Linked DNA regions of Gossypium hirsutum: region 2 is linked to region 1. Evidence: chromatin contacts called from public Hi-C data. All regions are on one chromosome and are shown on one strand. The core of a region is the stretch at or near the end of the contact, and the rest is flanking DNA. Distances in the headings are between cores, read along the strand shown. Region 1 holds the start of LOC107923440 (non-specific lipid transfer protein GPI-anchored 10). Region 2 holds the start of LOC107915573 (NADH dehydrogenase [ubiquinone] 1 beta subcomplex subunit 10-B).

Evidence for each region. A called contact is a pair of places that touch in the nucleus more often than the background predicts.
Region 2: a contact with region 1 is called in a Hi-C map of leaf, with 2.2 times the contacts expected there. The contact joins the promoter of LOC107915573 here to the promoter of LOC107923440 in region 1. A contact is called at or near these places in 2 of 34 Hi-C or Micro-C datasets (both in leaf).

What each region holds. Positions count from the first base shown.
Region 1 is chrA08:57,108,864-57,113,674 of Gossypium_hirsutum_v2.1, reverse strand. It overlaps LOC107923440 (non-specific lipid transfer protein GPI-anchored 10), which reads right to left and starts at 3,190. Exons shown (of 3, transcript XM_016853666.2): 1 at 2,680-3,190; 2 at 2,531-2,602; 3 at 2,137-2,413. The coding sequence starts at 3,019. The coding sequence ends at 2,253. It also overlaps the pseudogene LOC107923353.
Region 2 is chrA08:57,280,657-57,285,335 of Gossypium_hirsutum_v2.1, reverse strand. LOC107915573 (NADH dehydrogenase [ubiquinone] 1 beta subcomplex subunit 10-B) reads left to right here and starts at 3,343. Exons shown (of 3, transcript XM_016844744.2): 1 at 3,343-3,692; 2 at 4,050-4,104. The coding sequence starts at 3,404. The coding sequence ends at 4,081.

The sequences.
Region 1 (4,811 bases), core at 1,941-4,440:
AACCGTAACCCTTAGCCATGGTAGTAGTAGCAGTGGTGGTAATGGAGTCCGAAGCCTCTACAACAAACCCTCCAAACATTTCTACCCCCGTTTCCCTCCTCGCCACCACATCCTCTTCCCCGTCTCCCCCGCTCCACTTAACTTCAGTAGCCAAAAAGTTCTCGTCCCGAACTGGACACTTCGACAACAAGAACCGGAGGGGCAGTCTCACAACAAAAGAACAAGATGAGGAAAAACGGACGCCGGAGATTGAAGACGAAAATGTTGTTGTTGGGATTAGTTTAGATAACGTTGGTGTGAGTTCCTCTAAGGTTTCTGCTGACAGGAAACCGTTTCCGGAACTTCCAGGTCTTCAACTGGATTTATAGGAAGGTACCCGGTGGGATGTTCTTAGTTTTCTTATTCAATATTTGTGGGCTTTTGGCATCGTTTTTGCGGTATCTACCGATACGCCTACCCCAGCCTTTTAATTTTTTTCCCTTTTCTTTTAATGATTGATAATTTAATTCATAAAAGCGTTTGAAGGGTTAAAATTTGTTGAAACGTTCATATAAGCTTTTGAAGGATTGTAAGTTGTCAAAACCATATAATTCAGTGTGATTATGGTTTAAATTTATATGTTAGCCTACACTGCAGAGAAAATAGATGCCTCTGCCTCTATCTGGCATGAATTTGGAAATTTTGCCGAATGTTACATCCTTAAGTAGAATGGTAATTGGTAGTCCTCATCCTTTCTGCTATATAATTTCTTTGGCACTTTAGGAAATATTGATGTGACTTAAGATCAGACTTAATTATATATTAAAAATGGGTAAAAACATGGAGCTAAATTTTATTTTTTTATTTAAAAAAATGAATAAATTAGTCTCGGGTTAGATTAAAGAGTAATTTAATTTTTATTAAAAATTTAATATATTTTTATGGCAAAAAATAATGAAATTTTTAATAAAAAATTTGTTTATTTTTTTTATCTAACACATAGATATTAATATACTATTTTTTTTTAATATAGGCGGCAAAATGCATTTAGATCATTAATATAGGTGCTTCAACGATACTTTTACTCAAATATTGTCAAAGATAGAAAGTTGCGGAACTTTTTCCCCTTTATGCTCTACCCTTCTCCTTTCTTAACATGTCTAATTAGGTATCTCATATTTTTTTCATAATCCTTGTGGACTGTATATTATTTCCTGGATTACTCGAAAGATGGTTTGAAAAATTAGGTGGATCATTGATCTAGATATCAGATATCTTGTTCATCACCGTTGAAGTAGCCACTGTTGAAGTGGCAAAGTTGTATGTTGATACAAAAGACCAGGGTTCAAGCCTAGGTAAACCTCATCCTGCTCCCCAAATTTGTGATGATCTAAAAGTAAATCTTGTTCATCACTTGTTCAAAAAGAATCTGCTAAAAGCTTACTAGTTTTTTTTATTATTCAAAATCCCCTTGAGAAAAAAAAAAGTAGGAGAATTTAGAGTAGACTACAAATCTATTTCCTGTATGCTAGCTTGCCATTTATGTATTTGATGAATGATGAGAATAATTCATTTCATTTTATTGGGTTTATATTGTGATGATACTGGGAATTTCTAACCTGTTGTACATGTGAAATATGTTTGTTCCTTGGTTTCTGCACTTTATCTAAAATTTGGTTCGAGACTAATTGATGATTCTTCAAGCTGACGTCTCTATGTTGTCAGTTAATTGCATGTGGGATTTCTGTGGCTACTTACAACGAAGGGGCCACAGATTTTAAAGAGACTCCAGCATACAAAGAGTCTATACAGTCTCGAGAGCTTTTAGAAGAACCCGATGTCTCAAATTTCAGATGTATTTGATTCAAACCCTACTGAAGTTGCACCCAGTTTGGAATAGTTGCTGTAATATTAACATAAAATGTCTTTATACTTGGGATCACTTGAATTTATTACGGGCTTTGCCTGGATTTGTAATCTACTGCATGTAATGTATAACTTTATAATTTGAGATAATATCATACGTTAAAGTTGACGGTTGCTTCCATCTGTTTTTTTAAAGCTTAATAGGCTTAATTTTTGGTTTAATTATGTTATTATTATATGAATTTATAGAGATTGCCACAATGGTTTGGTTGTGCTTGGATGAAACAAACATTAACCATTGCAAGCATATGTTTCATTCCCAAATAGATAAACTTTGTTCCAATAAATAACTTGCTCAAAACTATAAATACACCTAAGAAACAACACTTTGTTAACCAAAGTCAAAACTATGGAAGCGCGAGTCTTGAAAACAGAATAACAGCAGCAGCCACCATTGCTAAGAGGCCTTCTGCCTTCAATCTTCCAGCCTTGCTCCGGCCAAACCCCAACCCCATGATGCTTGGTCTTGGTGCCATTGGAACATTTGGGTTCCCCATGGGAGAAGAAGCTGGGGAAACAAGCAAAACTTTAACTTATAATATGATGATGATCCATTTAATAGAAAATTTATTCACCCATCTGGTCTTAAAAAGAAAAGGCAAGCCTTTTAAAATAATTTGATTACCAGCGACAGAAGAGTTATGATTTGTCCCTAGAGAAACTTGAGAACCAGATGAACCCGAAGGGTAAGGCAACCCTTAAAGAAAATATCAAGCCAATTAGTCAGATATCGGCGTGAATGCAAGATAATTAATTCGAAGATCTGAATGGTACCTGAGCAAGAAGAGCTGTTAGCTTGGAGCCTGCAAAGAACAGGTAACTGCAGTGCAAGAGTCCTGTTTATGGGAAAAGCACTTAAAGTGGTGTCTTTGAGGAGGAGACAAAGACAACCAGGCTGCAGTCCATAGAGCTGATTGAGATTGTCACAGCAGGACTGCGCTGGTCTCGGAGCATTGCCTTGCACAAATGGTGCACATGGCATGAAAGCCACCAGACGTGGGCTACAGTCGGATACGGTTGGTCCTGGGGTGATAGGGTCCTGAGAAAGGGAAGTGGGAAGACTGGCAACCAAGAGCAACAGCATGAGAATAGGTGTAAAGGCAAGAGCAGTCATGGTGTAAGCTGTAAAGTTTCTCGGTTTGTGCAGAAACTAGGGTTCACCAGGTACCTATATAAGATGTAAACACATGGTTTGAGTGTGAGTAGTTTACATGCATGGTGTGTGTTATTCTAACATGCACATGTTGTTGTCTCCCTCTCCCTGTGAGATAAATCTGTTCTGTTCAACTCAAATTATATGACACCACTATTTAGAAGTTCATGCTGTTTATATTAGGTCTTAAAAAAGAAATTTGCACGATTTGGAATTTTTTATTCATTTTCTCAAAGCAGATCTTCAATTCTCTACTATTATTAAACACTACTGAATAATAGATATTTTGAAAATTTTTGGAAAATATATCATTTCAAAATACTAGTATTTCTTATTATTTTGTTTGAATAATAAAAATTAGGTTAAAAATTATAAAAGAAAAATAATTATATAAAAAACAAATAATATACTAGATTTAATATGGATACCATTGGATTTGTAAACATATATAAATATTTTAAATAATACAAAATATATAGTAGAATTAAATAAAAATCATATTTTAAAGTTAATTTTTTTATTTTACTATGGGACCACATATTTAAATAAAAGGAAATTTGAAATATCATATTTTTAGGTAGAATTTGAATAAAGAATTTGAGTTACTCAAAATTTCTTTTTAGTTTTTTTTAATTTTTATTATTTTTATCTAAATTCTAAGGGTGGATTTGGATAAAAAATTTTAAAATGCCAAAGACTTTTAAAACTTTTAGTATTTTAAAATCCATCATTTTAAAATATTAGTTTTTTGTTTCTATTTTGTTTGAATAAATAATTTTTTTTAAAAAAATTAGGTTAATGAACTTTAATAAATTAAAAATAATAATTATATTAAAAAATAATATAAAAGATGTAATATGGATATCATTATATTTGTAAAAATATATAAATATTTTAAATAATATAAAATTTAAAAATATATATTGGAATTAAATAAAAATTATATTATAAAGTTAATGTTTTTTATTTTACTATGGGACCAAAAGGGATTTTGAAAAATAACCTCTTTAAGTTAAATTTGAATAAGAAAATTGAGGTATTCAAAATTCCTTTTGAATTTTTTTAAAATTAATTTTCTATTATTTTTTTTCCAAACAAGTAAATCTATCTTTTAAATTTTAAAAAGAAATAAAATTTCTCTTCCAAAATCTCTCATCCAGTCTAAATACACTCTAAAAATATTATTAAATCCCTACAAGTCAATTAGATTTTTATTTTCATGCAAAACATTTAAATAAAATAAATTAAACAATCCCTTAACAAAAACTACCTCTAAAAAAAGGCTCATTTAAAGCCTACAGCTTTATTCAAGATTTGGACATAGACATTTTTCCTTCTTTGATATTTAATTTAGTTTAAGGTTGTGAAAAGCTCTCAAATCTTTTTTAAAAAAGTAATTAAGTCCATACTCTTTTTACTCAATTGGACATTTTAACTTTCAAAATACATTAAAAGGCCCTCAAACTATTTCTAATAAAGCAATTAAGCTCTTACTTTTTTTTAGTACTCAATTGAGTACTTGAACTTTCAAAGTGCATCAAAAAGTCCCTCAAACTTTTTCAAAAAAAGCAATTAAGCTCCTGATTTTTTTCACTCAATTGGGTACTTGAACTGTTAAAATATGCATTAAAAAGATCATTTGTTCATTAACTTTAACAGTTGACTATTAAAGTTAACTACCCTTAACTTTTTTCAGTTAAAGCAACCCTGTGTCACAACCATGATGTGACATGTGGCAAAATGTAACACCCTA
Region 2 (4,679 bases), core at 2,094-4,593, 170 kb before region 1:
TGTTTAGCTAGGTGCGCTTTCCCTGACAGGTCATCTGGGCACACTTTCTCTTCTCCACTTGTCCAAAACCTATGAAGATACCTTGTGCCTGAGAATCCTGGGTAAGTTTTCAAACATGCCTCGAACATACATTATTATTCGATGAAAACAGGCCTAAGACGATGCATTTTTAATGTATCCCTCCCTTTGTCCATTTTTTTCTATTAAACTACCCACCATTCCCACCGAAGTATTCAATACTCAAACACCAGCAAATTATGTTTGTTAAAGAGTTGCATTTCGAGTTTCATCTCCTATTTCTTTAAATAACCATCTAAAGATTATTTTTTTCTAAATATTTATTTCATTTTAAATTGAGAACCTAATTATTGTAGGGGAGGAGATAAGTTGATAAGTCAAATCTGTAATTTATTACAACGATCAAATTTGCAATATGGATGTCGGGGTTGTATTTGTAGGAGCCCAATCAACAGACTTGGCTTTCAATTATAGCATTAAATTTATGAGCTACGAACAAGAATGAGGAGGAAAATGGGGGGTTCAAGACAGAGAGGAATTTTGAGCTTGAAATGTAGATATTTGGCTTTACTAGACCCTTTTAAGTATGAGCTCTTTAACATGAAAGGCAAGATAAAGATCAAAGCAGTGTTGGATTCATATTGCTCAAGTGGAAATGTTATACTTTAGTTATATGTCAAATTTTTCGAGGTTGATAAAGTAGTATTTTCATCAATATACACTTGTAATTTTTCAATTAGATTGCTTAACAGAACAAATTCATTAATTAATATTAATATACTTTGTATTATTGTCCTTAAATGGTTTTTGCACACAAAGTAGAATGGAAGCAAATGTTGCTCATTGGTTGTCTAATGTTTAACTAGTATTTAGTGATATTACGTGGTTGAATCGTAATACAAAAAGACAACTAGTATTAGTAGACGAACCTAAACATGTCGTTAGTCAAATAAAAAATGAGCAAACCAATTGAAAGACTAATATGTCTTCTATCATGCCCAAAGGGGGAGATACCTTGTCTTTGGCATTGGAGCAAATGACTCCTAGAAGATGAAGACATAGATATGATTGATTGGACTGATAGTACATCATATAGGACCCAAGCAGAATAGATCCTGAATCTGTTTACGGATTTATTCACTTAAGACATTCATAGTGTACCATACCTAAATCCTGAGTGGATAGCGGACTATGTATGGGTGACTCGTACACTTTGATGTAAGTAAAAGCCTAAGTTCAAATAGATAAGGAACCCAAAACTGGTGTGTTGGGTGTACGACTTCTGTAGTATGTAGTGCCATTCACAGCAGCGGAATTCATAGCCCAAAACATGGTTAAATAATATCCTCTCATTGGTATTTCATGGTTGGTGAAAAGTAAACATGGCCATGAGTCATCTGTCTTTGTGATGGATGACTTGATCACTAATTGATAGTGATTGACTTTTCATGAAGGAAGATGTCATGGTTACCATAAGATAAAAAAGGATAATATTAGGAGTGGATATTATCCCAAAGAGATCAATGATATCTTATGAGGGTAACACACTAATGACAAGGTCATTGGACGAGCACTAAGTAGTTGTTGTCATAATGGTATGTCGTTGGGGAAAGCTCAGTCACGATACTATAGTGGAATGACTTCGTGACTAAATGAGTTTATAATTAATAGGCGAAAAGTCAAGACCTATTTCTAAATCATTTGAGCCTCAACTTCACATGTCTAATTGATCCCTCACTAGCTCATTGAAACCAAAAATGAATTGTATGTTTGAATAAAAATGAACAGAATGAATAGAAAAAGAGAAATGAGAAACATTTAAGAATGATTATGGTTTTCTCCAAAATGGAGAAATAGAATCATTTGGAAATGAATGTAGGTTTCCAAAAATGGAAATGGAAATGAAAATAGAAATTTGCAATCATATATCAGATTACTTAAATAATAGAAGAACGAGTTTATGTTTTTGGACTGTTTTGAAGCCTAAAAATGAAAATAAACCATTCGGTCATAATGAACAAGTTAAGTTGTGACATATTGAACGAAATTTCTCCAAATTTTATCTAGGGTAAAATTGTCAAAATTTTATTGGAGTAAAATTGGGATGAAAAAATTATTTAATATGTAAATATTAAAGTTTATTTTATGAAATAGAATAACTGAACTGGGTTAGATCACATTACAGAATACTGGGTCAAAAAGGCTCAAGAAGTGCTCGTAATTGGACCTGATGTGAAAGAGGCCCAAAACCCCTCATATAACATGAAGGAGGCAACAACCCCTTTAGAAATATAAGGGTGAGTCATTCACCCCTCTCCTACTCTTAGTAGAATGTTGTTTTTCTATTTAAAATAAACTTTATCATACAATATACTTTTCAAAATTATAAAAACTAAACCTTTATTCGTTAAACTAGCTTAAATATAGTATACCATAACATACAATCACTACTTTAATATCGACTACAACTTACCTATGCATCCCATGAAAATGCACACTAGTATTTTAGTATACTACTTATGTAAATTGAAAACAATAAAAATTAAAAACTAATTAAGAATTAAATTTATATATAATATATTAAAAATTTTAACTTATATGCTAATTGAGTTAAAACTCAATCAACAAATTATTATATATTAATTTTTATTATTTATGACATTTAATATTAAAATTTTAATCATATTATTTTTAACAAATTTAATTTTAAACAAAACTTAAATACAATAGATGAGACTCACGTCATTATTAAAGTCAACCTAATAGTGATATGAGAAGAATTAATTTAGAGCTAAAATTTACCTTAATTATTTCAATATTTTGCTTTATATATATATATTGTAGATATTAGATATATGTAGTATTTTTTCTTTACTCTCAAATTAAATAAAAAATCATTTTAGTTATATATATCTATATTATGTATAAAATGATTGATTGAGTTAGTACCACGAATTTAACTTGAAATTAACTCAATTGTAAAATTATTAGGGTAATTAAAATTATTATAAGAATAAATTTATCTTTTCACACTTCTTTATAGTTTTTAAATAAAATAATTAAAATATATTATTTGAGAATCGAATACAAAATTAATAAATTTATATAAAATTTATTGTCATTTCACCAATAATTATTTATTAAAATAATTTTATAATAATATAAAATATTTTCTTTCCTCCATGTCATGAACTTAGAAAACTTCTGAACAGTAAAGAGTTGGGTGGAAGAACTTATCATGTTTTAAGCCCAACATAAATAAAACAACTCCGCAAAAAATAATTATGTTTAAGCCCAACAAGAAAATCCCAAACCCCAAATACGAGACTTAAAATCCCCCGCAAATCTGGAGGAAGCACAGCGCAAAACAAGAGCATAGAGAGAGATGGGGAGAAAGAAGGGAGTGCTAGAGTTCGAAGAAACCGGGCCAGATGACTTCGACCCGGCCAACCCCTACCAAGACCCAGTTGCCATGCTGGAAATGAGGGAGCATATAGTTCGAGAGAAATGGATAGACATTGAGAAGGCGAAGATCTTACGAGACAAAGTCAGGTGGTGTTACCGCATCGAAGGAGTCAACCATCTCCAGAAGTGCCGCCACCTCGTTAGCCAGTACCTTGACGCCACCCGCGGCATTGGTTGGGGCAAGGATGGCCGCCATCCGTCCCTCCACGGTCCTAATCTTTTTTATTTTAAATATATGCTACTTTTATTTTCTTTATTTTATTTAAGCTCGATTGATTGTTAATTTTATTACTCGCTATTTTACTTCCTGAATAAATTTGAAAAAAAAAAGATGAATAATTTTCGCCTATTTAGCTCGTTTTCAATTGATTTTTTTTTTCGTTTACTACTTCCTTTTAATTTTAACAAGGTTTTAGGAAGTCAAAAGCAACGCTAGGGGTAAAAGTAACGAAACGATTGAATGTTAAACCATTATTTTATTTGTTTTGGAATGAGTCAACATTGTTGTTTGGGGGAGGGAATGTCTGAACTGTATTGATCATTGTGTTTAATGATTTCGGATATAGGTCCGAAGGTTGAGGAGGTTGAGTCAGAATGAGTGGCTGCATTCAGCTAAGGAAGGTAATCTGAGGCCCTAATTCGTTCTTTATATTATCTATTGAACCTTCTTTTTACCATTGTCTTGATCAAATTATTTCTTACTATATTGTTGTTTGTGAAACTGTTTGGCTGAATTATGGGATTTGTGTAAAGAAAAAGCCTAAACCTACTTAGCTGAATCGTGCGACAAGTATATGCAAAGGAATGATTTATGTGGTGGCAAAAGCCCTTAGGAAATAACCAAATTTAGATGTTTTCTTGTTTCTTAATCATCTTTGTGAGCGATGACTGTTCTGAATTCGGATCTACTTTGAGAAAAAGAGAACTGCAAACTGGCTTATTGAGACTCTTGTAATATTGACTATTAAGGGGCTATTCAGTGTGAGGCTACTACAACTACAGAGATGTTCATTCACTTAAACATGATAGCGTAGTTTTATTAATAAGTCATTTTGCTTTTGGTGGGATTGGGGATTTAAGGACTCCTGCAATGAGCTTATGTAATCAGTTAGGTGCAAACTGTAAGAATCTTTAATCATCTGGTAGTAGGACCAATGCATTATTAAGTATTAGGCCATTGAACCAAATAAGCTCAT